2 separate regions of the Sus scrofa genome follow, and region 2 is linked to region 1. Evidence: chromatin contacts called from public Hi-C data. All regions are on one chromosome and are shown on one strand. The core of a region is the stretch at or near the end of the contact, and the rest is flanking DNA. Distances in the headings are between cores, read along the strand shown. Region 1 overlaps DLGAP1 (disks large-associated protein 1). Region 2 overlaps DLGAP1 (disks large-associated protein 1).

Region 1 (7,188 bases), core at 2,004-4,503:
ACGTGCTGTGGATTAAATTGTATTCTCCTCCCCACTGCCCTAAATTCATATGTTGAAACCCTAACTAACCCTCAGTGTGATGGTATTTGGGGATAGGACCTTTATCAGGTATTTGGGTTTAGATAAGGTCTTGAGGGTGAGGCCCTCAGGATGGGATTAGTAACCTCAAATGAAGAGGAAGAGAAATAGATTGCTCTCTCTCTCTTCATGTATACACTGAGGAAAGGCCATGTGAGTGCAGTGAGAAAGTGACCATATGCAAGACAGAGAGTCCTCACCAGAACCTGACCATGCTGGTACCCTGATCTCAGACTTCCAGCCTTCTGAACTGTGAAAAATAAATCTGTTGTTTAGGCCATCCAGTCTGTGGTATTTAGTTATGGAAACTCAGGCTAAGACATTATGGAAATAGGATAACTTAGAAGGTGTGGCCAAGAGTTTTCAGGATGGTGATCAGAATTTCAGAGAATCATTTCCAGGGAGCAGGACTGGGACCTTCCGTCAAAGAACTGGCAACATGTGGATTTCAGAATTGCCATAGGCCAGTGATTGCTCGATGCTCTTGTTCCTCCACTCTTTGAATGAGAATGCTCACTGCATTGATCTCACCTCTGTATCATCAGTATAATATGCTGGGTGTGTGTCAGGGGGAGGGTAGATAATTTTCATTTCAGTTCAGAAGTCTTCATATGGAGAGAAAATATACTGGAGAACTACATCAAAGTTGCCTCATCAACCCTTGACTCTTATTTAGATGGTAAGACCTCAAGCTTGAACTTACTGCCATAATGAGACGACATTTCTGGAGGGCTTTAGGAGTGAGGATATTTTGCCTCCAGAAGAATATAGTGTGTGTCCAGAGGGTGAAGCATGGCTGACTAAGATGGCCACAAATTATTTGAAACTGTTCTCATTGAGAAGTGGCATCTCTGCTGTCTCCCTTGACCTGGGTGGCCTCTAGGACTGCTCTGACCAATGGAATATGATGGGAATGATGCTGTTTGGGTCCGACCTTAATACTTGCTGTCTCTGGGATGCCCTCTCTGGGAGACCTGAGCTACCATGTAAGATGTCTTGAAGCTGCAGTGCTGGAGGTACCACTTACAGGTGCTCCATTCAGCAGCCCCAGCTGAGCACACACTTCCAGACACTGAACCCAAGGTACCATGTGAATGATGCCATCCCGGACCTCCTAGCCCAGCCCACCCTCCAGCTGAATGTGAAATAGAAGAACCACCCAGGTGAACCCCATCTAAGTTTGTGTCCCATACAATCATAGGGTATAATAAAGGGACTGTTTTTAAGCTCCTACGCTCTGCCTTGAAGTCATACGTAGCAACAGATAACTGAACATGAACTTTGACCTTACCTGGCATCTCAGCCTTTAGCAGCCTGTACTCTGGTCACAACACCCTCTAGTTCCCTGAATATTAATTGTGCCCACCCTCATGCTTCCTGATCACTCAGCTCTTAGCTTATGAGGATTTTCTCTGGGAAGTTCTCTCTGACCCTCTAAATGAGTTCCTTTGTTACAGCAGATTCTCCTGCAAGAGCTGTGTTTCTTTCAGAACAATTATCTCAGTGATTATTTCATTAATGCCACTCTCCGCTTCTACATTGTGAGCACGATGCTTTGATCATCAAAGATTTCCAGAGTCAAGTAGTGGGACTGGACATAGGGCTGAATAAATATTTAAGTGGATAAAAAGATTTGATGCAGCTGATAAGGGCTCTGTCCTCACCATAGCTTTTAATAGCTGTGCCACTGTTCTCTCTCGCATACGGTGTGCATTTGGACTCAAAGCTATCATAACTGGAGAAAGACAGTGTGACAGGCAGCATGGCACAACTGTGCTGCATTGCTGATATTCCTTTGGGTCATCGATGTGCAGAGAAGAGGAAGCTCAACGTTGCTTCTGGGCGAGTGGACACAGGGGAACGAGAGAAAAAACCAATCGGTGTTCCCTCACAGTTCTGTCTTTGCTGGAAATTAGGGACCTTGCCTGAGACTTTCTCAAGAAACTTGTGGGTGCTCAACTTTCCAAATGGTTTCTAAGTTTAAGTTCAGAAATAACTTCTTACTGGGTGGTAAGCCTTGTCTACCCTTCCTTTTCATTCAGCACTGCTGTAGGAGAGAATTCCGCATGCAGGAGAGCTGAAGCCTGGGTAAAGTTTCCAGACCTTCCATTACCAGTGCTTCCAAAACTACTTTCTTAATATCTAATTTGCTCTCTACCGTTTACTTATTTATTTATTTTTTTAGGGCCGCTCCCACGGCATATGGAGGTTCCCAGGCTAGGGGTCGAATCGGAGCTGTAGCCGCCAGCCTACACCACAGCCACAGCAACATGGGATCTGAGCTGTATCTGTGACCTACACCACAGCTCATGGCAACGCCGGATCCTTAACCCACTGGGCAAGGCCAGAGATTGAACCCACATCCCCATGGATCCTAGTTGGGTTCGTTAACCGCTGAGCCACGATGGGAACTCCTGTCTAATGTTTTTTAAAAAAGTATTTCCCTGCGTATTGAGTCTTGTGGATGTGGAAAATAGATGATGCATTGAAAATTGTCTTTCTTAAAAATTTTCTTCTCTTTCTTTAAGTCCTAAGTCTGTCATATTTGCCATAGGTGAAATAATTCCAGGTCCCTCTAAATATCCTTAAATTTTCCATTTCATCATTTAAAAAGGATTTTTCCGTACCTCCTTATATTTCTCTCTTTGGCCACGTTTGCAGCATGCACAAATTCCTGGGCCGGGAGTTGAACCTGTGCCACAGCATCGACCCAGGTTGCAGCAGTGACAACAGCCAGATCCTTAACCCGCTGGCCACAAGGGAACTCTGCTATTATGTTTCTCTTAACAGTAGTCTCCAAATAGGCCTATGTACAATGTGTCCTTAAGAGGGTTTGGTAGGGCTCCAGTCAGAGAAAAAAAGACCTCCCTTTAGGCATAACATTCTCATTCATTTTAAAAGAAAACTTTCCCCAAATGGCAGGACTACAGTGTAGACAGACACATTCCACATCATTTTGGCGAGTTCACACTCTCTGGGACGTTGCCAGTTTCCACATAACTGATTTGTCCTCCCTCCCTAAATGCACAATACTGTACCTGTCCCTTTTGAACCTGTAACAGAGCTGGGCAGGAAGGCAGATGCAGACACACCTTTGATCTCTCATCCTCGGGGGTTCAGGGAGGGCAGACACCTGGCGGCCGCTGAGCCAAAACGAAACACAGGCGGGAATGGAATTACTTTTAAGGGAGCCGCAGCTCCACCAAAGGGGCAGAGCCCATGTTGGGCAGAGGATGCAACAGTCCCACTGCTGTGAAATCAGGCTGGCTGGGGGCTGGTTAGATTTCTTAGGCAGATGGGAAAGATCAGGCAGCTGTATTGAGAAAAAATTTCAAGTAACTCTTTTGCAAATAATATTGCAAAATGTTCAGCTGTGCACAAATGCCAAAAGGTAACTTTGAGGGCAATTCAGGAAGCTTTCAAAGAAAGGATTAAAATGAATTTTTTTTTTTTTTTCCTTTGCAAAACTCTGTTTTTATTAAAGACTTCACCTTTGCACCAGGATGCTGTAAAATACCATTTGGAGCATTTCCTGTGATTTTTGGTGAAACGGCATTGCCCCCTGGCGTTTGCGTGCTGTTTTACACCATCACGTAGAAAGCCCAAAGAATGCTATAGTCAAGCTGTGTGAGGATGCAGCTCCCAGTTTTATCTGCAGCCCGAGAATGTAGACATGGTTTGACAAGACATGGAATAGAACTTCGAAATTAGGATTCTTTTCTTCTCCACCCTTCTACAGAATCTTCTGCGATTTTCAAGTAGCTCTTAAAAGAAATTGATCCGTTTCTAATCTGCCAAGTTTTTCTATATAAATGGTCCTGTGAGTGGCTTCTGCACACTTAGGCATTTTTTCGAACCAACTCAACTATCTCCTGTGTTTTACAGCACTTCCTAGCTTTTCTTTTGCATGTTGTACACACCTGAACAGTCCTGTCTTTCTCTGCCTTCATGCTTCTCTCTCCGATGGAAACTTGGAAGCAAGAGTTATATCTGACTTATAACTGTATGTGCTCTGACTAGCATGATGACTGGCAGAGGGTACATGTACAACAAAAATTGATTGTTTGATTGATATTATAATGCTGTTCACAAAAGGATCAAATGCACTTCCTAATCAACAGCAGCGGAAAGCCAATATGGCAACAAAATTGGAGGCAGGAGAATGTGGTCCTTGGATGGGACTTCAGGGGTCTGTAAGCCCCCTGAAATCATGCAGGCATGATGTCCAGATGTGGGGGAAATGGTCGAATAACTAAAAATTAGAATATATCTACCTCTAACAATCTAGAAATACATAACATTATTCAAACTGCTGTTCTTCCCCAAATGAACCTCTACTCTAGAAAGATCATGAATTAAGTTCATTATCACTGATTCAATCACAAATGTCTTTGGGGCAGACGTTTCTAAGAGCAAGTGCAAAGCTTCTAAATGGTGTTATTGAAGATACTGTGGCACGTTGGCTGAGGCCATCATCACTGAGTGACAGACGAGAATCATGAAACATTGTGGTCTAGGATAGGTTATGAGTATTGATGGGCAGCTTACAAAGGAATTGAAACTGTGAATCAAGGGTCAGACCCACCCATGTATGATGTGTATGATATTAGTTATTCTGCGTTAGATATTGTCTTAGGGTAGAAGAAATGAGCAGATCTGAGGGATCTGTTATATTACGATGGTAGGATGGGTTGGGAGAGTGATGCTATTAGCAGGAGTGCTTTTTGTTTTTTGTTTTTTTTAATTTTTTTTTTTTTTAAGGCTACAGCTGTGGCGTATGGAAGCTCCCAGGGTAGGGGTCAGCCACAGCAACATGGGATCCAAGCCACATCTGTGACCTACACCACAGCTCACGGCAACAATGGATCCTTAACCCTCACAGGGATCGAACCCACATCCTCATGGACACTATGTTGGGTTCTTAATCTGCTGAGCCACAACGGGAACTCCAAGATTGCTTTTTAGGTTATAATATAGTACATCAATACAATCCATAAAAGCTCCTTGAAACCATTTATTATGCTTTTATTTACTAAAAAAAATTCAAGATAGAAGGGCCTCACATTAGAAGCACAGGTATGGTTGTTAAGAGCTTGAATTTTAGCGTCAAACTGAATAGGTATTGATGGCTCACTGACCAGCTCTTTGACCTTGGAAAAGTCCCTAAACTTCTCTGTGTCTCAGTTTCCTCAATGGTCAAAATGAGGATGCCACCAGTAGAATACATGGTCTGGTGCGAATAAATGCTCGGCAAGTATTTGTGGATGAGGAGGACCATGTGTGTTTCCCACTATGATAAACTAGGGGAGATAAAAAAATTCTGCACTGTTGAAAGTCAGTTGGCCAAGTCCAACTATGAGACTCCATGAAAATCCCCCCAATACAAAGGCATGTTCTGGCAGTGGGGCTTCTCCAGTGCTGGTCTTGTGTCTGAGGATGGCCTCAGTGCCAACCTGGACTTAAGCACATCCCTGACACTTCCAGACTGACGTGACTGGACTTCTTGAGAATGTTGGGGCTTGCAATGTTCCATTCTTGTCTCGTATCAGTGCAGAGCTCTGCCCTCAGGGCTATGCTAGAGCCCAAATCTGCTAGCAATGGGCGCCAAGGGCAGTTGTCTTTGGCCCTGGCACCTTGTGAAGGTGCCCAGAATATGCCACTGTGACATAAAATTATTTTGAGCTGGCAGCGTTTGAGAATGGGCTTTGTTTTTCTAAACTCTCTTATCTGCCTAAAAGCAGAGCCTCTCTAAAGAACTCAGTTACCATAAATTCATTCCCCAGGAATTTCTGCAACCAGGTAACATTGACTCATCACCAAAGAGGAGAAATATCACCACAATTAAACAGAAATTGTCACAAAACTCTCATATCTCTCATCTATCCTCCCAAGGGCCCATTATCTTTTCTGAGTCATCTGTTAAGTGATTTTTCTTCCCTTTCCCCTGTTAAAAACGTACATAAGCCTCAAATTCTAACTACCTCCTTGAGTCATATTTTTCTGTGAATTTCTATGCATACCTTAATTAAAATCTTTTTTTCTTATGCTAATCTGTCCTTTGTCAGTTTAATTCATAGGCCCCCAAGGAAGAAACATAAGAGGATAGAGGAAAAATATTTTCTCTCCAACACATTCCTATGTGGCTTTGGCCAAATATTGGACCCTGCTATGCTAAATCTCTATTCAGGCCCTCAGAACTAGCTTGGCACCTTGCAAAAGATCCTCAGTTTAAGGAGCTGTGGCAAAATTAAGTCCATCATAAATGAGAATTAGAAGGCCCCATGTAATATTTAATGTGTTAATATTTGTAGAGCATCTTTGAACAATGGCTGACAAATGCAAGTGCTAGATAAGCGTTTGTTAAGTAAGAATAAATAGTCACTATATTGTTCATTCTGATCCTTTTTTTTTTTTGTCTTTTTTTTGTTGTTGTTGCTATTTCTTGGGCCGCTCCCGCGGCATATGGCTAGGGGTCGAATTGGAGCTGTAGCCATCAGCCTACGCCAGAGCCACAGCAACGCGGGATCCGAGCCGCGTCTGCGACCTACACCACAGCTCACGGCAACGCCGGATCCTTAACCCACTGAGTAAGGGCAGGGACCGAACCCGCAACCTCATGGTTCCCAGTCGGATTCGTTAACCACTGCGCCACGACGGGAACTCCTTCATTCTGATCTTTAAGACAAAAGTATGCAGATGAGTTCTCGGGTTCTAAGCCTTCTAGATCTTTTTCTTCTCTTTCTTTCTTCTTCTTTTTTTTTTTTTTTGTCTTTTTGTCTTTTTTTTATAGGGCTGAACCTTAATCCACTGAGCAAGGCCAGGGATCGAACCCACAACCTCATGGTTCCTAGTCGGATTCATTTCCACTGTGCCACAATGGGAACTCCCTAGATGTTTTTCTTATTTTGTACTGTACCTTTATAATCTTGTACATATGATGATATAAAAAGTGAATACTGTTAAGAAAGCTAAACCTTTTAATTGTTGGAGTTAGATAATCAAAGTGAGATCATTTTAACTAACGTCTGCCTTTTGAAGTGTAACTGAGAATGTCATTTTTAAACATGTGCAAGGCATATTCAGGCCAGGTGGATGCCAGGGGAGATAAAT
Region 2 (7,523 bases), core at 4,146-6,645, 53 kb before region 1:
TAGGCCGGCAGCTACAGCTCTGATTCAACCCCTAGCCTGGGAACCTCCATGTGCCTCGAGCGCAGCCCTAAAAAGACCAAAAAAAAAAAAATAATAATAATAATAAGTAAAAAAAATGCAAGTCCTCCTTTTATCCAGGTGGAACTTGAGAAAGAAATGACGGTGTAATCATTATTACCGCTTTCCTTCCTCTGATAGGTTTATTGGTTCATTTCAGATAAATTGGCTTTTTTTCCTCCTTCTTGGGTCCTGGACATACCAGGTGCTACCCTGGCTCCCAGCTGGCTGAAGAGTCTTTCAGCCATTTATAAGAAGAGTCAGCAGGACCAGGTTTCCAGATTTCAATGTCATTACTTTCATTCAGAAAATACTGTAATGCATAGAGAGACCAGAGATATGTTTTTATATTTGAGTTAAGAACTTTCTTTTAAAAAGATGTTATAGAGCAAAAGAAATGAGAACAAATTCCTATCCTATTTCTGCTTGTAGCTGACTCTTCAGTATTTCTTCTGTTTGCATAGAGAGATAATGCTAGTGTTGAAAGTCTCAGGAAGGCCAATGCCAGGAATCTTTTTTTTTTTTTTTCCTGAAGTGGTGAAGGTTTTTCTGGACAACCATTTAAACTCTTCTCACTCTGGTTATCCTACGTATGCCAGGTGGATGCAGAACAGATGAAGGATCAAACCTACTTTTTTATCCTTTTGTTAGAATGTACCTAGTGGCTGAGCTCATGGGTCACATACTCTAAAACAATGTTGAAGAATTATTTAGCAGTTCCTGGTTACTGAATTTTAGCATCGCTTTCGGATACAAGCACAAGCCTGTAAGGCACTGCAAATAAAACCACAAAAGGACAACAGAAGAATTTCAAAATATACACATACATGGATGGTGCAGCCATCCAACTACATGTTATTTTTTAATTTTTTTAAAATATTTTTTTGCTTTTTAGGGCTGCACCTGTGATATACGGAGGTTCCCAGACTTAGGAGCTGAATCAGAGCTACAGCTGCTGGCCTACGCCACAGCCACAGCAAAGCCATATCTGAGCCGCGTCTGTGACCTACACCGCAGCTCACCCCAATGCTGGATCCTTAAACCAATGAGCGAGGCCAGGGATTGAACCCTCAACCTTCTGGTTCCTAGCTGGATTTATTTACGCTGTACCACGATGGGAACGCTCAGCTACACCTTAATGATGTCAACAAGTTGCCCTAAGTTGCTCTTAACCACAAAGCAGGCTGTGATTTGATCTGCCTTCACTAGTGGCCGGAGTCCACTCAGAAGTCATGGTCAGAGCAACCTTGGATTTGCAGCAAGTTACATCAGATGGTCTGTTCTTACTGAACCCAGACCCCCAGAGAAAGAACGGCTGCTTGGAGTCTAGTTTCTGTTGAGGGCAGAGGTCTCCTGATTTGAGCGATCTGGTCCAGCTGAGCAGCAGTTTTACCAAGCTCTCAAAAGGAATTGCTTTATTCAAAAAGAGATTTTAAAAATGGGGAGTTCCTGTAGTGGCTCGGCAAGTTAAGAACCTGACTAGTATCCATGAGGATGCAGGTTACATCCCTGATCTCACAAAGTGGGTTAAGGAGCCAGCATTATCACATGCTGCAGCGGTGGAGGTCACAGATGCAGCTTGGATCCAGCCCTGCTGTGGCTGTGGCTGTGGTGTAGGCCGGCAGCTGCAGCTCCAATTTTTTTTTTTTTAACATTTATTTTATTTTATTTTTTATAGCATTTTATTACTCAGTTACATGTATAGTTGTACAGTGATCATCACAACCAAATTTTATAGCATTTCCAACCCAAAGCCCCAGCGTCCCCCTCCCCCACTAACCTGTCCCATTTGGAAACCCTGCAGCTCCGATTTGACCCCTAGCCTGGGAACTTCCCTATGCCACTGGTGCAACCCTAAAAAAGAAAAAAAAAAATGAAATGGAGTTAACAGTAAGGTGCTAGAGTCAACTGGGCAAATCCCTCCCCAAGTCTGTGCTCAGTGACATTTCCTCCATAGCTTGCAACTGACCTTGGTGTGAGTGTTTACACCATGGAAACTGGCAAGTGCTGTGACTCTGTAGTTATCTCCCAGAGAGCCAGTTGGTAAGCATTTCCAGCACACTTCTGCACAGAGACAGGGCTATTCAAAGGGTAATCCAAAGACAGGTATCAATTCACAAAGTATTGCATGGAGAGGGATGCCACGAAAATCCAGAGTAAGCATTTAGGAACTTTATAGCAATTCTACAGAGATTTTGTCAGTAGAATCTAATAAAAGAAAATAGCATGGAGTTCCCGTAGTGGTTCAGCAGATTAAGAACTCATGGATCCTAGTATCCAGGAGGATGTGCGTTCCATCCCTGGCCTCACTCAGTGGGTGAAAGATCTGGTGTTGCTGTGGCTGTGGTGTAGGCTGGTGACTGCAGCTCTGATTCAACCCCTCGCCTGGGAACTTCCATACACTGCAGATGCAGCCCCTAAAAAAAAAGAAAACAGTGAGCTTGTTTTTGCATGGCTTTGTTTTTAAAATTTCCTTCTTCTAGTAATTTATTTGTATTGCATTTTATCAAACTATTGATCAGCATCAGAATGAACATCAAATAAGCAAACAAATAAACTGTCCCTCACCAGAGATTGAGAAGCACTGATTGTGGAAGGTTTGCAAATCCGGGGGATGGGGCAGAGGTACTGCTTGTGAGATTGAGAAGAAATTAGGTAACTTGAAACCGTAGGCTAATTTAGAAAGAGAAATGGTGTGAAGACACCAAAAGGGGAAAAAAAAAAAGGTGGAAAGAGCTGAACTTGGGACGTAAAGGGAGCATTGCACAAATGCAGGATGGGAAGAGTGAACTTGTGGTTTTAATGGCAGGCGACATGTCTATTTCTACGAAGCCATGTTTACATAGATGTGTAATATTTAAAAGGATACAAAGATTGCTGTGCTGCCTTTTCTGGCCTTTCTTTAAGAAGAAGATGCAGGGTATTCCAAGGAGCGGAAAAACATGTCTTATAAGGAATGGCTTAAGGACAGAGGACACGTTGTTTGCAAGGAAGACAGGGTTTACAATTATTTCGAAGGCTATCGTGTAGAGGGTGCCTAGACTTGGGCTGTATGAAGCCCACAGGGAAACCACAAAAGGAAAAGCTCAGAGAGGCATAAAGAATACTTGTCTATGAGTCACTTGTCCAAAGATAGTGTATAGGGGAACTTGCTGGGGAGTGACCTCTCGGTCCCTGGAAGTGTGCAAGTACAGACCAGCTCATCTTTTGGCTAGGAAGTTACTGCAACTGTACCATCACCTTGCGGGGGGTGGGAGTGGGAGGTCTGAAGTAGAGAAGACTTCTTTCAGACTGGAGCTCCCAGTGTGCGTTGGTGGTATAGTGGTGAGCAGAGTTGCCTCCCAAGCCAGAGCTCCTGTGGCTTTATGAATAGAACCCAGAAAAGAGTCAGAGAAGTAGGGGCCCATTGAGAGGGATGATAAACAGCCAAAGCAGGAAGCCAGGAGAGTTACCCACAGGCTGTTGGTAGCAGATAGGACTGTTCTGGCATCCTGGGAACAGATCTTGGCACCAATGAAGATAAAACTCCTAACAGAGAAGTTTGCTGCTGCTGCTGCTGCTTCCAGGCAGGCTGACCCAGAGGGGCTGAACTTACAACAAACTGTGGGAGCCATGCTCCCCATGGTGACACACTCCCCAGGCCAGACCCCCTACTAAGCACCAGAAAAGTTGATGGTTTGGCCAGGGTGTGTTCCCAGGATAAAAGCACAAGCCCAGGTGAAAACAAAGATGATGAGATGGAGCGTGTCTTGACTTTCATCTGCCGTGAGATCAACCTAATCACCATCCTTTGTAACATTCAACGCGCTGCAAATTTATTTTATTTTATTTTTATTATTATTATTTTTGGGGGCTTTTTTTTTTTTTTTTTTTGCTATTTCTTTGGTCCGCTCCTGCGGCATATGGAGGTTCCCAGGCTCTGGGTCGAATCGGAGCTGTAGCCGCCAGCCTACGCCAGAGCCACAGCAACGCGGGATCCGAGCCGGTCTGCAACCTACACCACAGCTCACGGCAACGCCGGATCGTTAACCCACTGAGCAAGGGTAGGGACTGAACCCGCAGCCTCATGGTTCCTAGTCAGATTCATTAACCACTGCGCCACGACGGGAGCTCCGTGCGAATTTAATAGACAGGGTCTCGAGACCCAGGGAGATCTCACTAAACCCATATATATATATGATGGTAAGACAGAGGCTCAGGGCAGGTAACTGATTGCTCTAAGTCATGCAGCTACGAGGTGGTAGAGTTAGTGTTCTCTGGCCTCCAAATGCCACCTCTTTTCCTTCACTCAAATCACCTGGACTCATCTGCTATTAAACCTTAAATGCCTTGGCCAGTAAAGCTTAATGCTTTCTGTGACAAATTCCAGGAGACGGCTCCCAGCTGCAGGACCTGGGCAAAGGTGAGGAGGATGCATGCATGTGGATGGGTCAGCAAGGGGTGTGCCCATGCAGCTTGAAAACTGCTGCCAAAGGGAGAAACGCCGCAAAAAACACCACACGGGGAAAAATAACCGCCTTCTTTCAAAATATTTACAGCTCAACATGTACAGGCCACCCAAAGTGTGCTGGTCAGTGGTCCGCGCCCTGCTGGCCCCACGGGGAGAGGGTGGCCATCCCAGGGCCGCGGGGGCGGGGCCGGGGCTTCTGAGGGGACCCGGGCCGCTGCTGGCCTTCCCCCTGGTTAGTTTTGGCTCAAGGGAAGAGGCTGTGAGAACGATTTCCACCAGAGCCATCCTCCACGGAAACCGCAGGAACAGCTAACCTTTCCTCGGTCAAGTAGAAAAAAGCAGGGCCTGTGTGAGGGTGTAGGGGGCGGAGCGGGATGTGGACAGAGAGGGAGGGCTGCTGTAATAACTTTTGTAGTCATAGGACTTGCCAGTGGGTAGTTACTAGTATTCCAGACACTTCCTAATGCCAGACAAACGCCCAAGCCTCAGCTTGTCTGGCTCCGAGATCTATTCAGTCGATAGTAGCCGGGGAGAGCAGCGCTTTCTGCTGCAAATCAAACACAACATTGTTCTCAGAGGAAGAATGGCAAGGTTTGTTTCAGAGTCACAGATTTTTTTTTTTCCTGAGGCACCCGAGTTATTTTAACAAGTTGCTACAAAACTTGGGCTTCCTGAGGTGAGGCTTGTCGTGCACAGTGCGTGTACTGTCCCAAACCGGGGTGTGCGTGTGTGTGTGTGTGTGGGGGGGGGGGGTTAGAAAGTTAGTCATTAAAAAAAGAAAAGAAAGAAGGAAAGAAAAAAAAGCCCCAGGCACTCCATGCCTGGAAATGATGTCAGACGCAGCCACTCCTCTGTTAGAACTACAACCCAACAATGCTGGGCCGATCGCCGCAGCTGCGCTCCAAATGTCAGCGCCCAGCCCGGCCAAAGGGCTTGAAAGCCACCGAGCCCGAGGACTTTGTGCGTTACCTTTGTCGCCCACATTTTCCCCAAGCACTCGCAGGAACCTGGCAACAGGTAACGTGGCAACCTTTGCCTTCTAAAACGGCAGGCAGCAGGATTTCAGAGAACAAAAGGATTTTTTTTTTAAAGCCAGCGGCATCTCCCTCACCACCCCCCCTCCCTCCCAGCTCAGTCTGAGAAAACAAAGTATTGCTGCAGGCAGCCCGCTCTCGAGCGCCCCCTGGTGACCAATCTCGGAACATCACCGATGTACCTGGAAATCCGAGGCTCGGCTCCCAGGTAAGTCACAAGGAAGGGGGATGGCTTGGCTGCTTTTGTCTTCCAGAAAAAAACGCAAAGAGTAAGTCAAGACCCAGAATGTCTTGCTTTTTAATTTACCACCTTAAAATTAAGGGTAAGAGCTCTGGGTTGAGGGTGCTGACCTTCCCCCCCCCCCCCAGCAGCTGCTAGGGCAACAGTTTTTGTTACCTTGGCAAGTTGAAAAGCAAAAGCTGCTGCCGCTCTTTGGTTAAGTGGATGGCAGTGAGGATGAATAGCCAAGAAAACGAGGGTTCTGCTGGGTGGGACTGGCATTTTCCATTTTTATCTGAATTTGTCGATTGTTTGCAGAAGCCTTTCTCTCAGGTAGAAACATTTCTAATTCCCTTCACTGGTTTCCTGTTAGTTTATTTGCAAAGATGATTTAGGATTCCCAAACTGCTGGCCCAGCCTCCCAGAGAGCCTGCTTTGCAGCCCCACCTTAGCTCTTTTATCTCTGTGTGGGGCAAACACCCACGAAAATGCCCAGGGCAGTCTTTTTAACCAAGGCTTCTTCCTCTCCTGGGCTCCTCCCTCCTTCGGAGCAATCCGGTCCCTGATTTGGAGGAAGGATTACAGTTGTGAGGCCCTGGTAGCTCTAGTCAGTTGCAAGGGCAGCCCCCTTTGTCCCTTTCCGGAAATGTTAAGAAAACTAAGAAAGAGGTTCAGATCAAAGCCGCTGTTCTCTTCAGAAAGTTCCATTAATTAACTAAATTAAAGGAAGTTAAGTGTTGTTTGGAGGAAAGTCATTTTAGAAGGCCCAGGTCCAGGCACTGAGATCTGAAGCCTCTCATGGGAACCTTTAATGAAGCTTGGCAAGAAGTTAACCACTCTGAGAAATGGAGGGTTACCATATGTAAAACCAGTTCTTGCCTGAAATCAGTCATTTCAAAGGAACATCTTGAAAGGCAGCAGACATCTGGCTAGTCCTTGACTCGATCCTTTAACGTTCCAGATTACAAACCAAGGGCTCTGAGTAAGAATCATTTGACCAGTAGCTGAGGTGAGTCACAGCCTTCAGAGAACGAGGCACAAAGTTTCGTGTCAGGATGTTGAGAACACCAGGCTCACTCACTAATTTGCAAGGCATGGCCGTTGCTTCCAGGAGGGAAAGCCATCAGGATTTCACGGTTCATTTTCCCAGCCTCCCCAACAGGTGCTGTTGAGTCATCCACACACACCAGCGGCTGCCCTGGCAGTTTCATCTCTTGGGCTTAAATTTCCATTTGTTCCACAACTTGTTGAAGTGATTTCTACCACTACATCAGATATACCACTTCCTCTAGGACTTAGGGTGTTTTGGTTTTTTGTTTTTTTTTTTCCTCATGTTGGTAACTGTGCATATTTTTCAAAATCTGTCCCAGCCAGGTCAGCAGGTCTTCCTGGGTTGAATGGACTGTTGACAGGAAGGGAAGATTCAGGGCCGGCGGTCAGGGTTACAGAATTAAATAAGGTTTCCTGGGAGGGCAGACCGGTCTTGTGGGGAGACTACATGCCTAGGAGGGTCTGGGGTAAGGCTGGTGCCAGGAGCAGGGAGGACATTTTTTCTTTTAGGTGTCTCATCCACCAGCTCTCATTTCCATCACTTCTCAGCAGTACTTGCCTATGTTCTCTATTAGGTGAATCCCCGCCCCTGCCCCCAGACTGAGAGAAAGGAGTTGGTTAAGGATGTTAGGATCACAAGGTCAGGCATTGTTGTCCACTGTATCCGTGATGACCACAGTGCTTAGGACATGCATGGCACGTGGAACTATCT

The links. A called contact is a pair of places that touch in the nucleus more often than the background predicts.
Region 2: a Hi-C map of epiblast stem cells shows a contact between it and region 1, with 2.2 times the contacts expected there. The contact joins two enhancer-like sites. A contact is called at or near these places in 1 of 5 promoter capture datasets (liver), 12 of 47 Hi-C or Micro-C datasets (adipocytes, embryonic fibroblasts, epiblast stem cells and 6 more) and 2 of 2 datasets of contacts at active chromatin or transcription factors (alveolar macrophages and skeletal muscle).

Annotation. Positions count from the first base shown.
Region 1 is chr6:103,076,431-103,083,618 of Sscrofa11.1, reverse strand. All of the region lies in intron 7 of DLGAP1 (disks large-associated protein 1), which reads right to left. Among named protein-coding and RNA genes, the nearest start is that of TGIF1, 150 kb to the left of the region's middle. Within about 2 kb of position 3,253, at least 8 of the 83 cell types and tissues checked have an H3K27ac peak or open chromatin away from gene starts, as enhancers often do. A contact at or near this core is called in epiblast stem cells, where this site is marked.
Region 2 is chr6:103,131,318-103,138,840 of Sscrofa11.1, reverse strand. The region is part of intron 7 of DLGAP1 (disks large-associated protein 1); the gene reads right to left. Among named protein-coding and RNA genes, the nearest start is that of TGIF1, 99 kb to the left of the region's middle. Within about 2 kb of position 5,395, at least 69 of the 83 cell types and tissues checked have an H3K27ac peak or open chromatin away from gene starts, as enhancers often do. A contact at or near this core is called in epiblast stem cells, where this site is marked.